3 separate regions of the Mus musculus genome follow, and all the other regions are linked to region 1. The links are chromatin contacts, called in public promoter capture Hi-C maps. All regions are on one chromosome and are shown on one strand. The core of a region is the stretch at or near the end of the contact, and the rest is flanking DNA. Distances in the headings are between cores, read along the strand shown. Region 1 holds the start of Vamp3 (vesicle-associated membrane protein 3). Region 2 holds the start of Kif1b (kinesin family member 1B). Region 3 holds the start of Tmem201 (transmembrane protein 201).

What was found. Promoter capture Hi-C pulls out the DNA fragments that hold promoters and counts their contacts.
Region 2: a contact with region 1 is called in a promoter capture Hi-C map of pre-B cells, with 4 times the contacts expected there. The contact joins the promoter of Kif1b here to the promoter of Vamp3 in region 1. A contact is called at or near these places in 2 of 39 promoter capture datasets (liver and pre-B cells) and 1 of 484 Hi-C or Micro-C datasets (uterus).
Region 3: a promoter capture Hi-C map of erythroid cells shows a contact between it and region 1, with 12 times the contacts expected there. The contact joins the promoter of Tmem201 here to the promoter of Vamp3 in region 1. A contact is called at or near these places in 2 of 39 promoter capture datasets (erythroid cells and liver).

Annotation. Positions count from the first base shown.
Region 1 is chr4:151,055,475-151,060,480 of GRCm38.p6, reverse strand. It overlaps Vamp3 (vesicle-associated membrane protein 3), which reads left to right and starts at 2,528. Exons shown (of 5, transcript NM_009498.4): 1 at 2,528-2,607; 2 at 4,238-4,319. The coding sequence starts at 2,606. It overlaps Gm38529, which reads right to left. Exons shown (of 2, transcript XM_017320565.2): 2 at 1,425-4,529. The coding sequence starts at 3,040. The coding sequence ends at 2,471. Camta1 (calmodulin binding transcription activator 1) reads left to right here. Exons shown (of 24, transcript NM_001081557.3): 24 at 1-958.
Region 2 is chr4:149,304,731-149,309,736 of GRCm38.p6, reverse strand. Kif1b (kinesin family member 1B) reads left to right here and starts at 2,004. Exons shown (of 49, transcript NM_001290995.1): 1 at 2,004-2,308.
Region 3 is chr4:149,735,448-149,740,453 of GRCm38.p6, reverse strand. It overlaps Tmem201 (transmembrane protein 201), which reads left to right and starts at 2,386. Exons shown (of 11, transcript NM_001284270.1): 1 at 2,386-2,619. The coding sequence starts at 2,507.

The DNA.
Region 1 (5,006 bases), core at 1,279-3,778:
ATGTGTGGGTTATGTTGCAGCTGTTGCAATCCTCGACCCCCCTACCCCCGCCCCCACCACACCTATTATTTTACACAATTTGACCTGTCTGAGGACACTGAGTAATTTACATAAACAATTGTATTCATAACAGGGAATAGAATGTAAAGCCAGCTCTTTTCAGAATATCCTATCTCAATCATGGATCTGGATACATTTACTCCATTGCTTATGGTTCAGATGACCAATCATTTGACCAGAGCAATGACCTCAGTGGATTTGCTTCAACCCTCACATTTATTTTTTAGTGTTTCACATGCCACATTAGCTGAATATGTTAGAAAACTCTGGAAGATAAAGACTTACATAGAATTAGGAAGTTCTTATGGAGGAGATAGAAGTAGGGTCAAAACCTACCAGTACAACTGTGAATTCTAGGTGAGGTCGAAGCATACTTCCACTGACACAAAGCATTTATGACCACCTTTTTTGATTGTAACTCTTAATTTTGAATATAAGGTGATAGGCGCAGCTTTCTTGGATAATCTGAATTCCCAAGTGCCAGGAGTAGGATTTCATGATAAAATTAATAGCTAATCTTATTCTGTCTCCTGAAGATTTAATTGCTATCCTTGTTACCCATTCAAAATCAGCTGTACTGTGTGAATGAAATAAAGACATTAAGATGAACCCCTTTCTGGCTGCACGGTCGCTTATGGCAGTTCCACACAGTAGTTGGCGCCCAACGGGGGGTCCCTGAGACTTGCATGTAAAACTAGTCTAGATGTCTCCTTTTTTGTAAGTTTTATTTTTGTAATTGTGCATGTAAAGCATCATTGAGTCAATGGATCTGTTGAAGAACTCAGCTGCTGGAAACCATGCAAAATGTTTTGAATTGCCCTTAAAAATATGGAAAATGTTTTCTGAATGCTTTATATTCTTTCTGCTGTAAATTAAAAATGAAGAAAATTTCCCCATATTATCTGTGTTTTGCTTTAACCTGATCTGAAATCCAAGGTGTTGACAGTGAGGTCATAGTTAGAACTGGAAGTATTATTTTACTTTCCACATGCAGTGTTCTCCCACCCAGCCTTTCACTTAGAGCCACTTTCCCAAAGCACTTCCTTTCTACCTACCTTGCCTGGTTCCTTAACACATCGATTTATTTTAAATGCAGTTACTTGGAAGATAAGGATCTCAATTTTAAATTAACCTTTCTCATGTAGCTCAGAGTACCCATGAATTCCCAACGCTTAAGCTTAAGGGTGACATTGAACCTCTTAACCTTTTACCTAAAAGCTTTCGTTGCGATTATGGGTGTGCTAACAGCCTGGGTCTACGTGGTTCTGGGGATCAAACCCAGGGCTGCATATTAGACAAGCACTCTGCCAACTAAGTACACTCTTTAGCTCTACTAGGTAGTTGGCTGGGTTGTGTGTGTGTGGTTTTTGTGTGTGTTTTTTTTTTTTTTAAGACCCTTTCCAGCTTACCTCACAAGGCCTCCCTGCTAGGTATTCTTCGTCACTGTTCCAGTCCTCTTGGCTGTAGAGTTCTGTTATCTCTCTGGTAGGACTTCACTTCTGATCTACCTCAGAACTAGTGCCAGTTTCACACTCTGAACCTCCCACCAGGAGCCCACTGCATTTTCTGTTCACTGTTTAAGCCCGGCCCCACACTCTCCATTTCCTCCTATCCAGAATGGTTTTTATAACTACTACTCAACCTAGTACCCACTGGTGTGGCGCTCTTTAATTGCAACACACACCTTTGGGAGTTACCATGCTGAAGTGGAAAAATACCTTAGTGTATTTCATTGAGTGAATCCACCAACGGAGTTTATTTAGTCTGTTTTAGACCTTGTTGGGATTCTTTTCCACATAACTACTCACCCCCGTTGAACAAAAATTGAGTGTCGTCTCCGCAAGGGCCAGGGAATTACAGAAATGAAGAACCTTACAGTTCTCTAAGCCAAGGCTCCCTTTAGGGATTTAATATCCGTGCAATGGCAAATATTTGTCATGTGAGAACCTGAGAGGAGACTTCTCCCAAATCCTGTGGCCAAGACTCCACATGGACTTCCTACTGCCTCTTTCTCAGAAAAGAACTTTGTCTCCTCAGGACCACTAGATTATTCTGGAACGTTAGGCACGTCCGCTGTTTCTAACATGAGAGACAAGGTATGCGGGCTCACAGTAATGTAAAACGTACCCATTCTCACTCTAAACTGCCTTTCCAGGGCTAGAGACAGGGCAGCAGAGACACTGCAGGGAGCTGCTGTGATTCCTTGGCGGCGAAGAGCCCAGCCCAAAGGCGCAGGCGCCGCGCTCTAGCCCCGCCCACTTGTCCACCGAGAACGCCCGCCCACTCGTCAGCGCCGGCGCTACTTCAGCGCAAGCTCTGGCCCCTCCCACTCCGCTCTGCTCCGAGGTGACAGCCCGCGCTGCGCCCGGCTCGATTCCTATCCCGCCCATTTCCGGCGCGCCCCTGGCGACTAAGAGCGCGTCGCGGGTTCCGGTCCGGCCACCGCTCGTGACGTCACCACGGCCCCGCCCATCTCCTCAGCCTCGGTTGCCTGCAGCGCGAGTCCGTCGACCCTCGGCCATTCGCCGCCGCCACCGCCGCCAAAATGTGAGTGACGCGCTGCGCTGAGAGGCGAGGCGGGCTCCGGGGATGGTGGCCCACTCCTGCGACCCGCTTCAGGCGCGGTGGCCGCTGCTTGACACTCGGACTCGAGTGGAGGCCTCGCAGGCCTACGCGCGGAGTCCCGGGGCCTGAGGTGGGCAGCGGCCCCGCGGTGCACCCTGTCCCCGGACGCTGCGGGACGAGTCGTGGCGCCGCGACGTCCCCGAGTGCCCCGCGGACGGCGGGCAGACGCGGAAGGACGGGGGTGGGGACACCGCCTGACCGAGGAAGCGGCCGCCACACCCCGCGGCTCCTTCCTCGCGAGGGGCGGGAGCGAGCGTGAACGCTCACTCTGTGCGCGGGGTGCGCCCGGCAGGAGCGGGAGACCTGAGGTGGCCGGGAGCCCGTCGTAGGCCAGCGTTTGGCGCTCCCGACGCATCTGGGCAATGGGTTTCTCTTCCGTTTTAAGCCAGCACACTCTGGTTTTAAAATTGGTTTCTAATTGCAACCTTCAGCCAGAATTGTTGTCACCACTTAAGATGTACCTGGTCAGACTGCTGAGCAAATGGCAGTGTCCGGTCCACACTCAAGAGGATTAAATTGGTTCAGTTCAGCCAGCCGCATGTTCAGCCTAAGTTTTAATAAGATGGGAAGGATCGTAGTATCCTCTTTAGTGATATTAGACTTTAAAGAGAGAAAAAATAAATAACATGGATAGTGCTTCCAGAGCACGGTCCTTACCTGTTTAATTTTCGGACCCTGAGTTATGTGAGACAGCCATCAGTGATGTGTCCTTGGTGGTAGACACAGTGCAAACTTTAAAAAGTGCTGTGAGTCAACCCTAGAGTGACAGTTGTGTAGGAAGGCAAAAATTGGAAGCTGTTTTAGATACAAGAGTTTAATGGAGGCAATAAGGACTTAAAAACCAGAGTACTTGTGAAAAGTGGGGATGAGTGAAAATCCAGACTCACTGAACCTATGAGAGATGAATGACTTTCCAACAGAGACAGTTGCTTCAGCCTCCTTCCCGTTCATACAGACCCCCTCCATGCACTTTGAACCTATTTCTTCATATTGTCTGTTCTGTGATTGTTCCTAATTATCAGCCACAACAAAAAGATCAGGAGTCTACTTTAAACATCTGTGTGTCTTAAAGCAAGTTTAAAAAAAAAAAAAACCCACACTTTATTGACATAGAACAGATCTTGTTAAATATTTGTTTCAGACTTTTATCACTATCAAGTGATACAGTCTTAAGAATTATTGAGGGGTTATAAAAACATATTAGTGCCTTTATTTTTTACCTTGGGACTTTTAAGAAATAACTGCAGTGTAAGGAGTTAAGACTGCGTCCCACCATAACAGTTTATACACACAAACAGGCCATGGTATACTTGAGAGCAAAGGACACTTGAGAGCAGAGAACAACCTCACATGTCAGTCCTGGCTTTCCACCTTATTGGAGACACTATCTCTTGTTCAGTGCTGCATGTATCAGGTGAGCTGGCCCTCAGGCTTCCAAGACTCTCATGTGTCCACCTCCCATGTCATGGTTGGAGCATTGGGATTATATATTAGCTTATCAAGTGCACTGGGAATTACAGTGTACTCATACTTGTGACTTTATACCTTTCAGGTCTACAGGTGTGCCTTCGGGGTCAAGTGCTGCCACTGGCAGTAATCGAAGACTCCAGCAGACACAAAATCAAGTAGATGAGGTACCACTCTAAAATTTTAAATGTGACTTTTAAACAAACATGGGAATTCTCTAGAATTTTATTTAGAAAAAGAGTCGTTGGAGCTAGAAAGATGTCTCGGGAGTTAAAAGAACACTTACTTGTTCTAGCAGAGGATCCACCTGGGTTCCAAGCACTCTCATTTGTATCACGAAACTGCTTGTAACTGCCTCCAAGGGCACATGCATGCACCTGTACACACAGACACAAGCATGTAATTATTTTTTTAAAACATTAGAGAAAAAAGGCATCAGCAGTGTGTGGGCATAAATTTTGACTATATCAGAAGTCATCTTTTTAAACGTGTATTTAAAGGGCAATAGTACAGATTCTGCGAGAAACTCAGACAAGTATTTCCATATTCTTTTTGTTTAGGTTTATTTTTATTTTATGTATATGATGCTTTGCCTGAATGTTCTAGAAGCCATCTTCTAAGCACAAAGGAGACTCTTCCTGGTTTCATACTAATTTTTCTACTACCAATTACAAACCTAAAACATATCTGAAAGCTTGTCCCCAGAGCCACTTGTAAGATAGGGTAATTGGATTATTCAAGCCAGGAACAAGTCTTTCTGATTTGGGTTTTGTTTTGTTTCCAAATTGTTGTGTGTCTTATAGCCAGGTTTACTAGTTCCCTAATAGAGGCAGGTCTTTGCTTTCTCTGATATT
Region 2 (5,006 bases), core at 755-3,254, 1.8 Mb after region 1:
TTGGAGATGTCAGAGCCCCCTGGAGCTGGAGTTACAGGTGGTTGTGCTTTGCCCAAATGTGGGTACTGGGAGCTCTGGTCCTTTTCATAGCAAGAAGTACACTTCCCTGCAGACCCATCTCTCTAGCGCCTCCTTCTTTATAGCGAGACGGTTGAAGACCTTTCTCCTGGCTTTCTGAAACGTAAGTGTGTCCATGTCAGCAGCTCTTGCTCCTGTGCAAATCCATCAGCGCTTCTCTACCCCTGATGATTCAGCTCCTCTTCCTCTTTCCTTCCTCCTCCTCCTCTTCTTCCTCCTCCTCCATTTCAAGAACGGAAGTCAGGGCTTCCCACATGCTAAACAAGCGCACCCCACTTAGCCACACTTCCATGCCAACTTCTTGCTTTAGGTATTTTATTGATGTCTGTTAAACTTTATTGTTATGGTACAGTGGGGGTGTAAGGTGTGTCTGTGTCAGAAGATGACTGTGTTCATCAGGCACTCTCCATCCACCTGGACACGGGCTCTGGACACCGCACTGGGATCCTCAGCTCATCGGAAGCACTTTACCCACTAAGCCATCTAGGTTTGTTTAAGACAGGGTTTCTCTATGTAGCCCAGGCTGACCTTCCACTCAAATCGTTGCTCCTAATATTTTAAGCAATTCTATTCTGTGTGTGTTTCAGAATAAATGACATCAACTCCTTTTGTGGGAAGGTGGAGTGTACATTCTAAAGAAAATGAGAGCTGGGCTTAGTGGTACGGATCTTTAATCCCAGCAGTCAGGAAGCAGAGGTAGACAGATCTCTCTGTAGGTTTCAAGACAGCCTTGTCTGCTTGGTGAGTTTCAGGAGAGCCTGAGCTACCAAGACCCTCTGTCTTGAACAAACAAGAACAAACAAGTAAATAAACACAATGAGAAGTGTCCAATGAATGTGGAATAGTGGGAGTCTGGAACTTCAGTGGCATGGTGATTGCCCAGAGTCGTTAGTGTAGAAAGTTAATTCTCACGTTTTAGTGTGTAGGCCTTTCTCTACCCAGTAATTCTGTATTAAAGTCAGGGTTGAGAGAAAAAAAAAAATCTTACTTTCAATTTCTGCTAATAAATCCAAACCACATCCTCTAACCTTAAAATGCAGTGTGATTGGCAGGTTGTCATTGTGATATTTTACTAAGCACTGAATTGAGCTGCTTATGAACGTCTGTGGGGCTTTTCATTTGAGCTGAACCTAAATCTGATTTTTAAAAAACATGGCTCATAGAGCTTTTGTGTTCTTATGAGCCCTGGTAACCCCCTCTAGGGGCATCTCTCTCAGGCCGCTCAGTCCATTCACTGGGCGCGATACAAAGCGTTTTGTTCCTGTGCTCACACCAGCACGCCATCTCCCAAGGAGACGCTGAATGCCCACTAAGTCATGCTTTCCCATTACTCATTCCTCCTTTTCTCCCAAGGTGGCGTGTGGGAGGTGTTGTGCTGGGGTTCGACAAGAATAGGCTAGGAAGCTTTCTGCTGGATACACTCATGCCTGAGCGTGGTTCCGTTCCCACCGCGCCGGGCTCGGTGGCTTCACCGTTTGAGCTGTTTTTCTAAACGGACAATGACTCCACACTCGGCCGCTCCCACATAATCCCAGCTCTCCGGATGGCATCTGGACCGTCCAGTCCCGCCCGGTCACTGAGCCACTTTTTGTCCCCTTACGAAGCGGGTCATTCGGCTACACAGGCGCGGCTGCTACCCACTAACACCTTTCCGGGGGTCACCCGGGAGGGAACTCTGGACACCGGCTTCGCCCACCAGGCACGCCCGCACCCGCACCCGCATCGGCTCCCGTACCACCAGGGGGCGCTCGAGTGTCTCCGTCGCTCCGCCGGCACCTCCCGCCCCCTCTTCCAGCCACGCTTTACTATTGGTCATCTGTCTCAAGGTCTTCATCGCGATTGGTCACCTTCCGCGTCGGTCTCGGTTGCTGGGCGGGCCGAGGTGACGCTCGGCGCTCTAGCTCGGGGCGGTGTCCCGCGCCGGCGGCTTCGGGCGGAGTTTGGCGAGCAGCGTCGCGGTGTAGTCAGACGGCAGTGGTCCCGGGAGGCGACAGCTCGGATCCGGGCTTCTCTCTGTTCCTCCGCCGCATCCACAGCCGCGCCCCGGCCTCCCGCCAATCCTCGATGCAGAGCTGGGCGGCCGCGTGATGGGGCTGCGGAGCGGCGCCCTGCGGCTCGCGGCGGCCGCTGCCTGCGCTGAGGTGCGTCGGTGCCCGGCCTCCCGCGCCCCTGCGCGCCTCGGCGTCTTCTGACTCGGCCGGCTCGCCCGTCTGTCCGCAGCGCGGCTGAGGTGAGGAGGCTGAGGTGGGGCGGCCGAGGCGAGGTGGGCGGTGGTGCCGCGGCGCCGGTGTAGGGGGCCGCTCCCGCGGGAGGGACTCCCGGCCGGTGACGGGCCTGGAGGGGGCAAAGCGAGGAAGCGGCGCGGCCGGCCGGGGCTCTGGCTCCGCGGTGAGGAGCCTCGCCCTCCGTGGAGAGACCTGGCCGGCCGGCCGCGAGCGCCGGGCTTTGGTCCAGCGGCCTGCCGGTCCCCTGCAGTGCCCTGCACCAGCCCTCCGCTTCCCCTGGGCTGCCAGGCCCCGCTCTGTCCGCGGGCCAGCAGATCGGTCGCTGTCCCGCCGTATGTGCGCACATTGCAGCTCTGAGGAGCCAGCCGATCTCTCCCCCCTCATCTGCTCTCTCACCCCCTATTGTGGTTGGCATCAGGGTTCCAACCGGGAATGTGGCAATGCCCCTGAGCCCGATGAAGGTAGGAAAGGGCATCCGACAGAGCGGAGGGCGCAAGGGCTGGACGGAGGAAGCGATGCAGAGGGAGGGGGCTTGTTGGATGCTGGCCAGATGGGAGGAAGGCTGGTGTGGGCTCGACGTTCAGCCGACCAGGATCACTCTGGCAGCCATATTGGGAGGATGATCTGACAAATCCTTTAGGAGCCAAGTCCGGTTGCTGGTAGGCACCGAGTGACAGCCCTGGCAGCTTTCAGGGTGACTGGCCGCACCAGAAGCCAAGTTGTGGGGGTTGGGAGGCCACTCAGAGCAAGCTAGTCATTGTTCATGCAACGCAAACCCTCACCGACTGGAAATGCAAAATTGAGCTCCCAAATCACTTTTTCTCTTTGGTGAATTGCTATATGAGCCTTCAGGGTAAACTGGCTTGAAGATTCCATTCTTGTTGGGGTGAAATTCTGTGTTTCTGTCCTTATCATCGCAATCCACCGCTGCTTTGGCCCTCGAAGGCCTGTTGATGTTTAAGGCCACTTTACCATATTGGAGGCTCTTGGCGTATTGCATGGCGTGCATAGATTTGCATAGTATCTCTTCGTGCAGAGATTAGGGAAAGTGGAATAAACTGGTAGCAGAGAAGACTTGCAGCAGTATCTCGGAGGATGCAGGTTGTCATCTTTGTGGAATCTGGAGGTAGCCTAATTTAGATTGTCAACAGATCTCTTGCTTATGTAGCTCTCTCTGGTCCAAGCAGCTGTTCTGCCAACACTAAGCATGCTGCTTTGTGTCATGATGTGCCTGTCTCAACCCAGAGAAAAGTGGTGTTCAGCTTTGAATAACTGTTTAAAAGTGATATTATAGTGGATATTGGACTTAAAGGTTGGCATTTTGTGGATTCGGCTTAGTCATAACCAAATTTTAGCTTGCGTTCTCATTTGAGAAGCGTGGTAGTTGATATTGATTATGAAGTAATTGAAGTTGTTAATGTTCTATTTGAGGAGAGACTTTGAAGATTACTCATCTTGATGTTTTAAAGTAGATTTAGAAATGATCAATAACTGGCTTCAGAGAGAGCCTGTAAATGTGTTTTCCTAGACTTTGATCCTGCACAGGATCTGGAGAGATGGTGTGACTCCTGCCTTCTTTATGCCCTTTAATTTAAACTTCATTTATTATATATATTTGTTTTTGGGAGGGAGTTGGAGCGCTAGCTCGGGTCTTAGACATGTTAGACAAGCTGTCTACTAATGAGCTAGACTCCCACGATCCATGCTCCCTTTTTTAAATGCGTAAGTTCTTTTTTCCCCCTATTTTAATTATCTGTCTACTTAAGAATAACTACAAAAACAAATTCCAATGTTTTTCTATTTCTAAGAAAAATCAGCACACTATTTTTTTTTTTTTTATAATTTTTACCGTTAGGCAATCTCAGTGAACTTTCAACAGACACTAATTTTGTTTTTTTTTTTAATTTGTTTATTTTATGTGTATGAGTGTTTTGCTTGCATGTATATGTATATGCACTGTGTGCTTGTGTGGTGCCCTCCAAGGAGAGATGAGGGTTGGATCCTCTGGACTTGGAGTGACAGGTGATTGTGAGCCACTCTGTGGGTGCTGGGAGCTGAACCAGGGTCCCCCTCAGGAGCAAACAGTGCTCTTAACTGCTAAGCTGTTTCTCAAGACTAAAGTTAGTGGTGTTGGCAGTACATTAATTAATATTAAAAAAATACAGAATGTTTGTTTATGATTCCATATCAAAATAAGGAGTAGCTTTAAGTACATGTAAAGAACTGAGATTAAATATAATTTAAGCTTTTGAAAAAAATTAGTCCTGCTGGGCAGTGGTGGCACACGCCTTTAATCCTAACACTTGGGAGGCAGCGGCAGGCAGATTTCTGAATTTGAGGCCAGCCTGGTCAACAGAGTGAGTTCCAGGATAGCCAGGGCTATACAGAGAAACCCTGTCTCAAACAACAACAACAACAACAACAAATTAGTCCTGATTATAAATCTGAAATGGAGGAAAGATTTCTTGACTCTGCATAGGTCTTTGCTGTTGAATATATTTCTAGAATTTATCCGATTAAATACAGATTTCTTGAGTTTGCATAGGTCTTCACTATTGAATATTTTTCTAGAATTTATCCAATTAAGTACAGTTTCTAAGGCATAGGTCAGACTTTTCCATTTCAAAACCAGATATGAATGCACTTTCTTTTTTTCTACTAAATTAGTGCAGGGAATAAATTATTGCCCAAGAAAAGTCTGTC
Region 3 (5,006 bases), core at 1,137-3,636, 1.3 Mb after region 1:
CTACAGGAATGTGTGTCCCACCCACTGGATGCATGAATTAAGGAGAGCCAGGAAGCCATAAAGCGTGGTGAATGTTCTAACTCAAGGCTGGTAGCTAATGCCTGAGGTGGTCAGTCTAAAAGGTGGAGAGGTTTGCTTTAGCTGAGTGAGTAGTTCTAGTCCATGATTGATTGAGCCATTGTTTGGGGGCCTCTGGAGACACAGCTCATGATATCAGGTATACAGCACAGCAAAGCCATCTAGTGTCCTAGAAGCAGAAATGAGAGACTAAACTCCCACAGTCCCCTGCAAGACAACCCCAGTGACTAACGACTAGGCCTTGCCTCTTAAGTTTTTACCACTTGGGGCTAGAAAAATGGCTCATATGTTAAGAACACTGGCTTTCCTTCTAGAGGATATGGGTTCAAGTTCTGAACCCCACAAGATGACTGAGAACCATCAGCCTCCAGTTCTAGGGCGGACCCAATAACTTCTCTGGCTTCAGTAGGTACCAGGCATCATAAAAGGTGAGATTTTCTGTTTTGGTGGTTTTGTGTTATTTAGTTTTAAAGTTTCTACCTGTGTCACCTTCCAGGAACTTCGCCAGCTGGACACCAAAACCTAAACACATGGGACTTGGATGAGTTCTGAGTCTGAAATCTGGATCTGAAATCATTTTTCCTTCCCTTTGCCTAAGACTTAGAGATGCCAATAGTCATGCGGTGCCTAAGATGGTGTGAGTGATGTTCAGGAAGCTCTTAGACAACAGCTATCTGCTGGAGACCTTTCCTGGAACTCAAGGCATCCGATCCAGAAAGTGAATGATGTGTGGGCGTGGCCATGCATTGTGTGAGCCAGTGCACTCTAGGCACACTCAGAGCTAATAGAAAGCAAAAGGAGGATGGGAAAGGTCTTGTCTCTGATGTACAAGCGACACCTTCCAGGCTTTTACATTGATTCCCTGCACACAACCTGCTCCTTCCTTCCTGACTGGTGACATGTGGACAGGTGAGCTGCCAACAAAAGCGAGAGATTATTACAGTGACCCTCAAGCCATCATTGCCCACAGAGAACTTGATCTTAAAGACACTCATAGGGGCTGATGAGATGGCTCAGCAGGTAAGAACACCCGACTGCTCTTCCTGAAGGTCCTGAGTTCAAATCCCAGCAACCACATGGTGGCTCACAACTATCCGTAATGAGATTTGATGCCCTCTTCTGGAGTGTCTGAAGACAGCTACAGTGTACTTACATATAATAAATAAATAAATCTTTAAAAAAAAAGAGACACTCATAAAATTGTGTGTGTGTGTGTTGGTGGGGTATTCTACAGAAACATAGTATGTAATTAGAGATAAACTTTTTTTAGATTTTTGTTTTTGTTTTGTTTTTGTTTTGTTTTTCAAAACACGGTTTTTCTGTGTATCAGAGTCCTGTCTGTCCTGGAACTTGCTCTGTAGACCAGGGTGGCCTTGAACTTACAGAGATCTGCCTTCCTCTGCCTCCCAAGTACTGAGATTAAAGGTGTGCACCACCATGCCCCATAATTTTTTGACCTTTTTTTTTTTAAAGAAATCAAAGGCTTGTGCCACAACATCTGCCCAACCTGGTATAAATATTTCTTGCTAGAGATGTTTTGTTTTATTTTGTTTTGTTTTAGGACAGGACCTACCTACTAGCCCATGGATTGCCTGATGACCTGGAACTCACTGTGTAGTCCAAGCTGACCTCAAATTTACAAAAATCCGCCTACCTCCACAGGGATTAAAGGCGTGCATCACCAAGCCTCAGTGAGTTTTTCTTGATCCCTAATTTAGCTCACGTAAATGCTGAAGCACGCCTGTAAGTGGCTCTTCCCTCCATCTCACTCCCCGAGGTAATCTATTTGAAGTGCACAGACTTCATCAAACTTGGCAACTATGAAAATCATCTACATTCGACTAAAGAAAAAAAAAAGGATAATCCCTTCAGGACCAATCCCCCCCCACACACACACACACCTTAGCCATTCACTCTAATGGCTGCATTATGTTCCGAAACATGCTATCCTGTGATTATTTAACCTCGTTTCCGTCTTTGGACGTTTGTGTTTGTGCAAGCTAATTTTCAACCACTGTGGCGTCTGAAGCGGCACAGACCGACTTTAGCCCAACGCCAGGAAAGCAGGACTAAGTGGAGAAAGCATTGGCAAGGATTAGCGTTAAGGTAGCAGCACTAGGACCTGCAAATGCATGCGTGCGCAGGCTGCAGGCGCAGGCGGGACTCCTTCCAGCTCTAGAGAGTGGCTTTGCAACTGTGGACGCTGGGGGGCGCGTCCGAGCCAGTGCCGAGGGCTTCCGTAGGCGCCCCGCCCACTCAGGCTCGCCCCGCGCCGCGATTGGCTGCGCGGCGGGAGCGCGCCGAGTCAAGGGGCGGGCTCGCGCCGGCTACAAAGCGGCGAAGGTCACGGCGCGAGCTGGAGCGCGCGGGCCGCTGGGAGTCTCTTTTGCGGCCCGCGCCCCTTGCCCACCGACTCGGCCCGGAAGCCATGGAGGGAGTGAGCGCGCTGCTGGCTAGCTGCCCCACCGCCGGCCTGGCGGGCGGCCTCGGGGTCACGGCGTGCGCTGCCGCCGGCGTGGTGCTCTACCGGATTGCGCGGAGGTGAGTGCGCGCCCCGCTGCACGCGGCCCGGGCCGCCGCCCCGCCCCCGCGAGGCCACGGCGGAGTCCTAGGGGCGGACCAGGCCTGCTCGCGAATGCGGGACGCATTCTCCGCCACCGCCTTTGCCCTCACCCCCTAAAAGCCTCGTCGGGGAGCAGCCGCCGACCGTGGCTGGGGGAGGGGGCTGCTGCTTGCTCCTCCCTTCGAGGCCCGTGCTCCTGGCTGGACTGCCCTGCTGGGCCTCTGCCGCCCATCGGTTAGGAGGATGAGAGCTGGCGCTTGATGGTCTGTATGCGATAGCAATAACATTCCTCGCGTAAGCTTTCCCCCGGAGAAGCCTTGGAGCTGAGTACTTAGAAGGCACGTGTGAGCAGTAGCAGCCTGAGGCAGGAGCCTGCGCTCCACACATTTAAGGAACTTGTCCACTCAGAGGTGTACGCTGTACTCCTTGGACACATGTCACGGATGGGCTTTGGGATCAATACCCTGGCCTGTCATGGCTCAGAGACCACGCAGACCCCAGTACTCCAAGCTTGCCGTGGTCAAACCCCAGAATGGAGTCGTTTCTCCAGCAGCGTGAAGGAATAGCTCACCTGATCACATTTCCCGAGGATAGGAACATACACGCATTCGTGGGAGCCTCTTTGGGACAGCCGGGGATGTGCAGTGCTCGGGACTTGACCCTAGTCGCTGGATGACAAGGAGCTATGGTTTGAACTGGCAATCAGGGTGATAGGTCGCCCTCCTTAACCCTGCATTTCTTCTGCAGGAGAGGGCAGGCAAAAGTTGTTAGAGGTAGGTGAGTCAGCGGCACCTAAGGAGGGGATGGATGTCAGCTGTGTTTGAAAGAGGGGGCCACATCCCGGGGGGCTGAGAGAGTGCCTGACTCTAGATCTCAACCCAAGCTTCCTGTCTTGTTCCCACCCAGTTTTTGGGAGTCAGAGGGACCGCTTAAGATCAGCCAACCCAAAGCAGTCCCTCGTTACCTGGGCCTAGGGGAGCCTGGGCAGTCTGTTCATGTGCCAAGCAGAGCTTGTCCCAAAAGCCAGGCATCTCCTGGCTGCCTCTGCCAGCTCAGGGCATTTGGCCAAAAGAGCAGAGTGGGACTTGTTGTGGCCAGGACTGGCTGCCTGTCACCCTTCCTGTCCTGCCAACGAATGCCTTGCCTCTGCTAGAGACAGGAATCTGAGTTCTTGGTGAGGTGTGTGTGGGACATGTATTTCTTTTTGTTGTTGTTTTTTTTGTTTGTTTGTTTGCTTGCTTGTTTTTTTCGAGACAGGGTTTCTCTGTGTAGCCCTGGCTGTCCTGGAACTCCCTCTGTAGACCAGGCTGGCCTCGAACTCAGAAATCCACCTCCTCTGCCTCCCAAGTGCTGGGATTAAAGGCGTGCACCACCACGCCCGGTGGGACGTGTTATTTCTTTCAGGAGCAGCCAAAAACCCCTTCATGCTTTTTTCATACTGACACCAGACTGTGAAGGTTTGGACCATGTTTGGACTACTGCTGCTGATTGGTCAGAGCACGGGGTCTCGGGTGACTGTCTTTATGAGGTCTGGGTTTCATGTGCAGGTGAATTGGCCTCTCACAGTTCTGAAGCAAGCCTCACTTAGCAAGAGGCTGCAGCTTTCTTTCCCCTTCCCTGGAGGGGAAGCTGTGGCAGGCAGGAATCAGCTGTGGTGAAGAATGGGGGTTGAATATGCCAGAGGAGGGCCTGCAGGAACTTGGTTTTGGAAAGCCTTTAGGGGAGTGGGTGTTTTCAAGCTAATCACAGAGATGGCATAGGGCCAGGCTTTGGGAGCCGTGTGAAGAAAATGTTTCTGCGTTCAGGTCAGCCCTTCCTGAGTTTTAAAACTGGCCAAAGTGGTTGCAGAGAAGTTATCTAGAGCCCAAAGCCAGCCACCCCGCCACCTTACCCATGGAGTTTTCTTGTCCCAGTTACTGTAAGAATGAGAGCAGCTGCCATTCCTGTGCAGGTGACATGCACAGAGCACCTGTCATTCAGGAGCTGCTCCAATGAGGCAGGTGCTGCTATTCTGTCCATTTCGCAGCTGGGAAAACAGAGCCTGGAGGGATGCTCTGCATCACCAGCTGTAGGTGGAGGAGCCCTGTTTCACACCCACACTGCCACACCAGCCAGAGTGGCTGCCCCGGACCTTGGGGTCTGGGGTAGAGGTCCCACATCCCACTCCTGTGCATCCACTACTCTTCATGCTGCCACTCCTGTGTGACAAGATGTCCCTTTGCACACTGCACTTTGGGTTTTAGCACCCATCACTGTCCCACTTTCACAGCCTGTGGCATCTGTGTTTATTGAGATCATAGTTTCTGCGTTTGGAGATGAGGATACATATGTATACCCTCTCTCAGGTGTAGCGCAGAGCCTGTCC